Regions from separate parts of the Mus musculus genome. Here all the other regions are linked to region 3. Evidence: chromatin contacts called from public ChIA-PET data. All regions are on one chromosome and are shown on one strand. Each heading gives the region's core, a stretch centred on a gene start, on an enhancer-like site or on the middle of the called end of the contact. The rest is flanking DNA. Distances are from core to core; before and after follow the strand shown. Region 1 holds the start of Mpzl3 (myelin protein zero-like 3). Region 2 has its middle 26 kb from the start of BC049987. Region 3 overlaps Kmt2a (lysine (K)-specific methyltransferase 2A).

Region 1 (2,700 bases), core at 17-2,516, 190 kb before region 3:
ATATATATATATATGAGTTTATATGAGGTGACAGTAGGCCTGGCTCTGTTGTAAAAAGAACTCAGAGGGAAAACTGGACATTTATGATGACATAGGTAGCTGGGAGGGATCAGGGAGTGTGCTGGCAACATGCAGATTAGTCACCAGATAAACAAAAACCTCCTCATCTTACCTGATGAGACTCAGCCACCTAATACTTACACAATATTAAAGACCCCTTTCAGAAATGTCCATTATTTTCAGAGAAATGCTACAATACAACAATTCATTCTAATGCTAGCTATACCAGTATTCCATTTCTTAGGAAGACACACACACACACACACACACACTAATCAAGAGAATATTCGCATTTCAAAATGAAGCTAATTAGTTTGGATTGAAATTTAGAAATTGGAATAGCATGAAAGTAAAATTATCCAAACCTTACAATAGTGTCATTATGGCAACACTGTACTGACAATAGTTAAAAGATTCAAGTTTCAGAAGAATGGCTATGACTTTTCTTATACTTCAGAATGTTTAGAAAGTCCTAAGGTGCCTTTTCTTCAGCAATATGCCTGCTATAAGAAAAATCACACTATAACTCTTGTCTAAAATGTTTTATTTAAAAGCCCCTGAAATAAAATCACTAAGTCATGATTTTCCTTTTTTCCTCTTCTTCTTCTTTCTTCCTTTCTTTTCTTTTTTTTTTTTTTTTTCCTTTTTTTCCCTAGCCCTGATTGTGTCTCTCAAAATAACTGGAACACGAATTGCCCGGTTTCCGACCAGGGTGTAACAGCAACTCAGAACCCTGGCAGACAAGCACAGAGAATCTCACAAGAGCAGTGAGTGTCCGCCAAGCCTGTGCTCGCTGTGGTTTCGTCAAGGCATCATCAAGGCGGTGTCAAGTCTCACAAGGTGGTCGGGCTCTGAGAGCTGAGGGGAACCAACTCTCCGCAGTGGGAGGTGCTAGCCGGGAAAGAAAACCATCCCACACCCCCTCCTTCCCTTCCTTCCTTCCTTCCTTCGCAGAAGCCGAGCGGGGGCTTTTCTGAGACCCCCCAACCCGGAACCGGAAAAGCGACCATCTTTCCTGACCCCCCCGCCCCCTGCCGGAAGTGGAGTCCAGCCAGCTGGCGCACTCACCCTGGACGACTAGGATGCTCAGCAGTGGAAAGAGAGCGCAGCCACGGCCTCCTACTGTTCCTCTTGCCAGCTGCATCCCGACAGCTCTTCCGATACTTACACACCCTCTTTACGCCTCCCGGGGACCATGCAGGTGGTGCCGGAAGTGACGTCATGTCGGGAGTCACCTTTGAAAGAGCCGTCCCGGACCCAACCTCAATCAGGGACAAGGATTGTTACTAGAATCGTACCCGGTTACCCTCATCAGCGGTTCTTTGACTCTCAGGAGGATCTGATTGCGCTCTTCTGCTTCAGATTGGCTACAGACTGAAAAAACAGTTCTATTTTTATGGAATTCCAGGGAACCAGGCTCGATCCTCCGACTGTAATCCAGAAGTTATCTCTCTAGAATATCTAAGTTGAACCCTCACAAAAGATTCTCATACATTTGAAGTTCAGGAAAACGTAGGCGACCATCCAAGATCAGAATAAATATATCTTTTTTGGGTCCTTTGGTAAATACGTGCAAGCGTCGTCATTTGTGTACCTTTTAATGTAGCCATTACATCATTCAGAATTGGATGTTTATTAAATTACTGCAGTGACAGTGATGATGAAATCATTACAGTGTGTATTAAAGGAGAGGAGGAACTTGGGTTTGTGTATCTTTGCATTTTAAAAGTAAGGATATCATTATCACGGTACTTGACGTGGAATGAGACAGTCTAACATGCTCTGAAAGAAAGGGTGGAAAGGACCCCGCTTTACTGGTGTAATCACTCAATTCTCCTGGACCCGCCATGGTTAATGAAAGTAAAAGGGAATAAAAAGCCTCAGCTTTTGGAAATATTTCATAGCTGACATTTTCCATTGGCATACTTTACTAGACTTGGAAGCCGGTAGTTTTTTCTATGAGAAGAATCAAGAGTAGAAAAACAAATATCCTTGTTTCTAAAGTTCCCAAACTAAGTCAGGTAGGATGGCAAAAGCCTGTAAATCCAAGATCTGCAAGACTGGGGCAGAAGAACTAAGGACAACCTGGACTTCAGTCGTAAGACTCAGATTAGGGTTAGGTCCAAGAAATGAGTCTTCCAAATGTGTGCTATCATTTTGCCCATTTCCCAGTCCTCCAAAGCAATATGTGAAGCCTATAGAAATATAAAACTACTAGAAATTAATTTCATCAATTAATGATTGCTCTGCGTGTCTAACTCTACTATCTACCAAGAAAACTTGAGCAAAGTTAAACATCTTCCCTTGTTTTCCATTAACTGCTGTTGTGAATTTTGCAGATTTGTTTGTAAGCAAATAATAAAAATCATAGTTCTTTATTACTAAGGGTTTATTTACACAGTGATTCATGCATAATAAAAAATAAGTTACAGTACAAAAGTACTCTTAGGAAGGAGACACTGAACAAGAACCTGATATCCCATGAGTATTCAAACAAGACACAAGCTGCAAGTTCCCTGGAGACATTCTCTGTGAGTTTTTAACTACTTCATTACAAATATGAAATATACACAGGCCATCTGTTTAAAGAAATATCCAGTTGTTATATTCACAAGAGAAAATATAGCTCTAACTTGTAGC
Region 2 (2,700 bases), core at 51-2,550, 220 kb after region 3:
GTCCCAGGTTGGCTCCAACTCACGGCCATCCTCCTGCTTTAGTCTCTTGTGCTGCACAGTCTCTTTAACCCACTAATGTCCTAGGCTCCTGTCAAATGAGATGAACACACTTCCTCCCTATTTAAGTCACTGTTTCTCAGATTTCTGTCCTGTCTGCGGCTGAGTGGCATCTTTAATGGCACCCTCTGCAGAGTGGTCCTTGTTGATCTCTAAGTTTGGGGTCAGCCTGGTCTATAGAGTAAGTTCTAGGACAAGTGAGGACTACACAGAGAAACCCTGTCTTGAAAAACAACAAACAAACAAACAAGCATAAAACAAATAAACAAAAACAAAAGAAAAAACCACAACCCCCTCCCCCCAAGCCCCACTTCCCATTAGGACCCATATGTCCATAACATTTCCAGCCAGGTGACAAGGTCTTGTCCTCTGTCTCTTTCTGTGCATGTAGGAGTGCGTGTATCAGAAGCCAGAAGTCAGCGTGAAAACTCTTTCTCAATTGCTCTCCATTTTGGTGTCTGAGGAAGGTATTCCTACAGATCCCAGAGCTCACCGACTTGACTACACTGGCGGACTAGAAATTCCCAGGGATGCTCCTGCCTCTGCCTCCTCGGCACTGCCACCACCGGCGGGGTGCTGGAGATCCAAACTTAGGTCCTGCAGCTTGTGAGGCAGGCACTCTGGGGTCTGTGCCATCACCGCAGCCCCATTTGGAGCTGTTCCGTATTCATGCCTGCCTCATCTGTGGCCAGCTGAGGCTACAGGAAGAGTTAAAAGTGCTCAGCCCTAAAAACATACAGACAAGTAGCATTCTACAAGCTGAACAGGTTGTATTTATGTATCTAAGTACACACACACACACACACACACACACACAGAGAGAGAGAGAGAGCAATAATTTATGCAAAAGAGAGGCAATGAGCCGGGCTTGGTGGAGCACGCCTTTAATCCCAGCACTCGGGAGGCAGAGGCAGGTGGATTTCTGAGTTCGAGGCCAGCCTGGTCTACAAAGAGAGTTCCAGGACAGCCAGGGCTATACAGAGAAACCTTGTCTCAAAAAACCAAACCAGAGAGAGAGGGAGAGAGAGAGAGAGAAAGAGAGAGAGAGAGAGAGAGAAGCAATGAATTTGAAATAAAGAAAGAAGGGGTGTGTATGGGAAGGCTTGGAGGGATGAAAGGAAGAAACGACACAGTGATATTATAGTCTCAAAAAATAAAAGAAATACTTTTTAAAGGCTGTGTTGTCTACATAGGCATGCCAGCAGCTGCTCCCCTGCTGGTGTAGAACAGCTACCTTCCTCACTCTTGCCTGTCAGGTGTGCCCCTGTCTCAGCCGCCTGCACTTCAAGGCCTTCTCAGGCAAGGAGCTCCTGGTTCTCTGGATGTTTGGTGATGCCACAATGACATGACTTCTTTGTCCCAGTCCTGGGGTGCTGAGGTGGTCAAGGTCATGACCCGTGACAAGATATCTATGGACAGCAAACTGTTAAACTGCCCCACGTGTCCTGCTCTGCCGTGCCCCGCTATATGTAGCCAACTAGAATGCCATTTGAAAACTAAAATCTCCCATCAGGCTGGGCGGTTTGGCCCCATTCGGCAGGAGGGGAAAGGGCCAGTGTGGCTGCAGGCTGGCCCTAAACATCAGCTTCCAGCCCGCGGAGCTGCAGGCTTCCGGTGCTGGGCGGGGCCAGAGCCGTGGGACCGCAGGCCTCGGTGGTGTGACTGATCCTCTGAACACTAATAGGAAGCCACACACCGTTCATTCTCCTAGAATAGCTACGCACCTGCAGATAAGCAGTTTCTGTTGTGGTGAGAAACAGCACAAGAGAGAGATGTAAAGGTAGGCCAGGGCCCAGCCGGTCCCGACCGTGACAATTCTTTTTTGTGGTGAAGTTTTTGTGGTCCTCACACCTCCTACTCACTTTCAATCAGTGCCACCTGCAAGCCATCGGCCACTCTGGCCACACAGACACCTATGCCGAGGGCCAGCCAAGCCTGTCCCCAGACCACTCAACTGAGATTGCTGAGGCCACTCTCACTGAGAGCCTAAGAGATAGGCCCTGGTTTGGCCTCATTTGGTCTCCATAAGTCCATTGCAGTCACTACGGTTTGTTGGGGTCTTAGTTTCCTCTTTTGCAAAGCAGGACTAATGGTAGCTCTCTTCAGAAGCTATTGTGAGACAGAAGGACTGCATGTGGCCAGCTGAGGGCGGTGCCTGTCCTGTTTATGGGTGGAGATGCTCCAGCTGGCCTCCTGCCCTATTGTGCAGCCTGTCCCTGTCGCGTGGCTGAGGAATACTCCACTGAAGCTTGAGAGAAAGTTTGACTAAGACGTGATCTATGTGCTGGCTAGTTTTATGTCAACTTGTTTCAAGCTGGGGTCATCAGGGAGGAGGGAGCCTCAGCTGAGACAATGACTCCATAAGATTGGGCTTAGATGACAATGTAGGGCATTGTCTTAATTAGTGATTAATGGGGGAGGGCCTAGCCCATTCTGGTTGGTTCCTGGTTCTATAAGAAAGCAGGCTGAGCAAGCCAGGAGGAGCAAGCCAGTAAGCAGCACCACTCCATCGCCTCTGCATCAGTTTCTGCCTCCAGGATCCTGTCCTGCTTGAGTTCCTGTCCTGACTTCCTTTGGTGATAAATGGTGAGGTATAAGGGTAAGCTGAATAAACCCTCTTCTCGCCAGGTTGCTTTGGTCATG
Region 3 (2,700 bases), core at 48-2,547:
AATGTGTACAGCTAGGTGATTTTGACTTTGTCTGGGGAGATGGCTCCGTGGGTAAGAATGTTTGCCCTTTGCATGCTCACATGAGGGTGTGAGCTGGGATGCCCATCACCCATGTAAAGCCAGTCATGGCTGCATGTGCCTGGAACTCCAGTCCTGAGTTGAACAGGGACACATGGATCCTAGGAGCTCACTGGCCAGCCAGCCTTGTCAGAAATGTTGAGTTCCAGGTCCAGTGAGAGACCCCTGTCTCAAGGTGGTAATGCAGAGAGTCCTCTGTATGCTCAAGCATGCACACCCCATACACATGTGCATACACACACGTATTGCAGAGGAAAGTATAAGAGCCATCACAGGACTTGTTAATGAATCATTATTAATTACTATATGAGATAGTGTCTTGCTATGTAGCCCTAGCAACCACTAGAACTACTTATGCACATTAGGCTGACCTCAGTCAAACTCAGGGATCCATCTACCTCTGCCTCCCATACAGGACTTAGCTTTAAAAGCACCCCAAGGCAGGGGTTTTGAAGTGGTGTTGAGGTACTCTGATTAGTCGGCATTATCTTTTATACAGATAGCATTTAGCTCGGGCCATCCCCTTGCTTGGATGTTGTCTCCATTCCTAGGTTCTTTAGCTCTAAAGGGATGAGGAGACCTTGGTGATGGTTGTGAGGAGACACAAAAGCTGATACTATAATTGGAAGTCAGGAAGGAGAGGTTGAACAAGTGAAGGGTTAAGGGATGACTTACAATTCTTCAAAAACTCTAGCTCCACTGGTACGGGGATAAGAGAAAATAGGTTTAAACTGATAGGAGAATGGTGTAGAAAGAACTTGTTGCTAATGATGGTTGTCATAGTGATGGAAAAAGGTTACCAAAATAATCCTCTCCGGAGGTAAAAGCACAGTTCTGCCTACATATGTATAAAATGACCTCTCTCTACCTCCCCTTCCTGTGAATCGATAAATATAGCCTCACTCAGCTTCTTGAGGACATGGATCGGGTTTTATATATTTTAATATTCCTCAAGGGTCCCAGGGCCTCACTGGCTTCTCAAGAAGTATTTGATTTGGATTGTCAATTTATGATGATAATTAATTTTTGTAGTAAGCTTCCAGAGAAATGTCTTTATGGAATAATGGTTTTTTGTAGTGGTTTTATAGGAGAATAAAAACTTTTTAAAGTGAAGCTGAAAGACAAATCTTAGACATCAAAAAGAGCTGGGAGTAAGTAGACATGGTCCTCACACAGGAAGTAAGTTTCTGTCTCTCTGTGGCTCCAGAAGCCTGCATGTGGAGGGTTGTGGCAGGGCTTGCAAGTCGCTTCCAGTCTTCATGTGAGTGAGTCTGATATAAACCTCTGACCCTTGGCTTTTGAGTCTGTGTGGAGGGTTTGCATCACTCAGAATGAAACCTTTTTAGATATGTTGGGTTACAGAAAGCATTTCCTGTACAGTCAGACCGAGAGCTGTGAAGTTGGGATTATTCATCTAGATTACTAAAACTCTGGGCAGAATTAATACTCACACCAGGCGTCTTCCCGCCGCCAGGCCTCCATTGTGGTGTTAAACTGTTAGAATTTTTTAATTCAGCGCTGGGAATTGAGTATCATTGCCTTCTTCTGTTAAGTAGATTACTACTTAGTTTATTCTCTTAAGTTTCATCAAGTCCCTTTAACCAGCTATGCTCATACAGTTCTTAGAAGCCGGTTTACTGCGGGAATCCTGCGAGCCAAGGGCGGGCCGCTCCCTGGGGGCATGGTTGCTGCCATCAGAGACAGAGAACAAACTCAGACTTCACGTGTAGTTTTACAGTGCTAACCATGCTGGTCCTCACTCACAGAAGGGAGAAGACAGAAACGTGGAATTCCCTCTTACTTTCTCTGTTCTTCTTGATTTTGTTTTTGTTTTTGAGACCAGGCTGGCCTTGTATTCACAGAGATCTACCTGCTTCTGCCTCCCAAGTACTGGAATCATAGGCATGCCATACCCGTTGGTCTGTTCATATTCTCTCTCTCTCCCTCCCTCCTCCTCCTCCTCTTCCTCCTCTTCCTCCTCTTCCTCCTCCTCCTCAGTAATTTTTTTTGAAATTCACAGTGCATTCCAATTGCATTCTCTCTTCTTCTTGAAAGACTCCAGTATCAGAGCACTTTAAAAAATACCAGGGACTTTCTTTAAAAAGTAGTTAATGCCATCTAATATGGGCTTCTCAGAACTTGATAGTAAGCTTCCAAACATGAAATAGTTATCAATAGACCATGAGTTCTCCAACTATATTATTTGACCATTATGTCCTAAAAGATAATGAACTGACAGAGACCTTGGAAGCCTTGTTGCTTTCCTAAATGGGATGTTCATGTTATTCTTCACACTGCCTTTGCGGTGAGATGGCCCTGTTTGTTTTAGAGGGAAGGAAGTTGTGGCTTTCTCAGTGATACCCAACTTGCTATTGGTCATTCAGTAGCCCGTAGTCCTAAAAGGAAAGATGAAACTTGATTTTGCATCTTGAGAACAAACCAGGAGAGAACTGAACTCTTACAGTGGAAGCATGCACTTGAGAGCCAGGCATGGCAGCTCTGCCTGCAGCCCCTGCACTTGGGAGGGCGAGCCAAGAGAATCGCTGCTTAGTGAGTAGCAGGCCAGCCAGGACTACATCCCAAGACCTTTATCTCAGAAGGAAAAAAGAAAAAAAAAAAAAG

The links. ChIA-PET counts read pairs in DNA pulled down with a chosen protein or histone mark.
Region 1: a contact with region 3 is called in an RNA polymerase II ChIA-PET map of effector CD8 T cells, with 14 read pairs. The contact joins the promoter of Mpzl3 here to the enhancer-like site in region 3. A contact is called at or near these places in 2 of 484 Hi-C or Micro-C datasets (memory CD8 T cells and nephron progenitors), 2 of 115 datasets of contacts at active chromatin or transcription factors (effector CD8 T cells and embryonic stem cells) and 2 of 9 other capture datasets (liver and pancreatic islet).
Region 2: an RNA polymerase II ChIA-PET map of effector CD8 T cells shows a contact between it and region 3, with 9 read pairs. The contact joins two enhancer-like sites. A contact is called at or near these places in 1 of 115 datasets of contacts at active chromatin or transcription factors (effector CD8 T cells) and 1 of 9 other capture datasets (adipose tissue).

The regions. Positions count from the first base shown.
Region 1 is chr9:45,053,747-45,056,446 of GRCm38.p6, reverse strand. Mpzl3 (myelin protein zero-like 3) reads right to left here and starts at 1,266. Exons shown (of 6, transcript NM_001093749.3): 1 at 1,129-1,266. The coding sequence starts at 1,204. It overlaps Mpzl2 (myelin protein zero-like 2), which reads right to left. Exons shown (of 6, transcript NM_007962.4): 6 at 2,404-2,700.
Region 2 is chr9:44,645,196-44,647,895 of GRCm38.p6, reverse strand. No RefSeq gene overlaps it. Among named protein-coding and RNA genes, the nearest start is that of BC049987, 26 kb to the left of the region's middle. Within about 2 kb of position 1,300, at least 107 of the 459 cell types and tissues checked have an H3K27ac peak or open chromatin away from gene starts, as enhancers often do. A contact at or near this core is called in effector CD8 T cells, where this site is marked.
Region 3 is chr9:44,867,583-44,870,282 of GRCm38.p6, reverse strand. All of the region lies in intron 1 of Kmt2a (lysine (K)-specific methyltransferase 2A), which reads left to right. Gm39326 (a long non-coding RNA gene) reads right to left here. Exons shown (of 4, transcript XR_870694.3): 1 at 1-2,700. Among named protein-coding and RNA genes, the nearest start is that of Kmt2a, 12 kb to the left of the region's middle. Within about 2 kb of position 1,297, at least 57 of the 459 cell types and tissues checked have an H3K27ac peak or open chromatin away from gene starts, as enhancers often do. A contact at or near this core is called in effector CD8 T cells, liver and memory CD8 T cells, where this site is marked.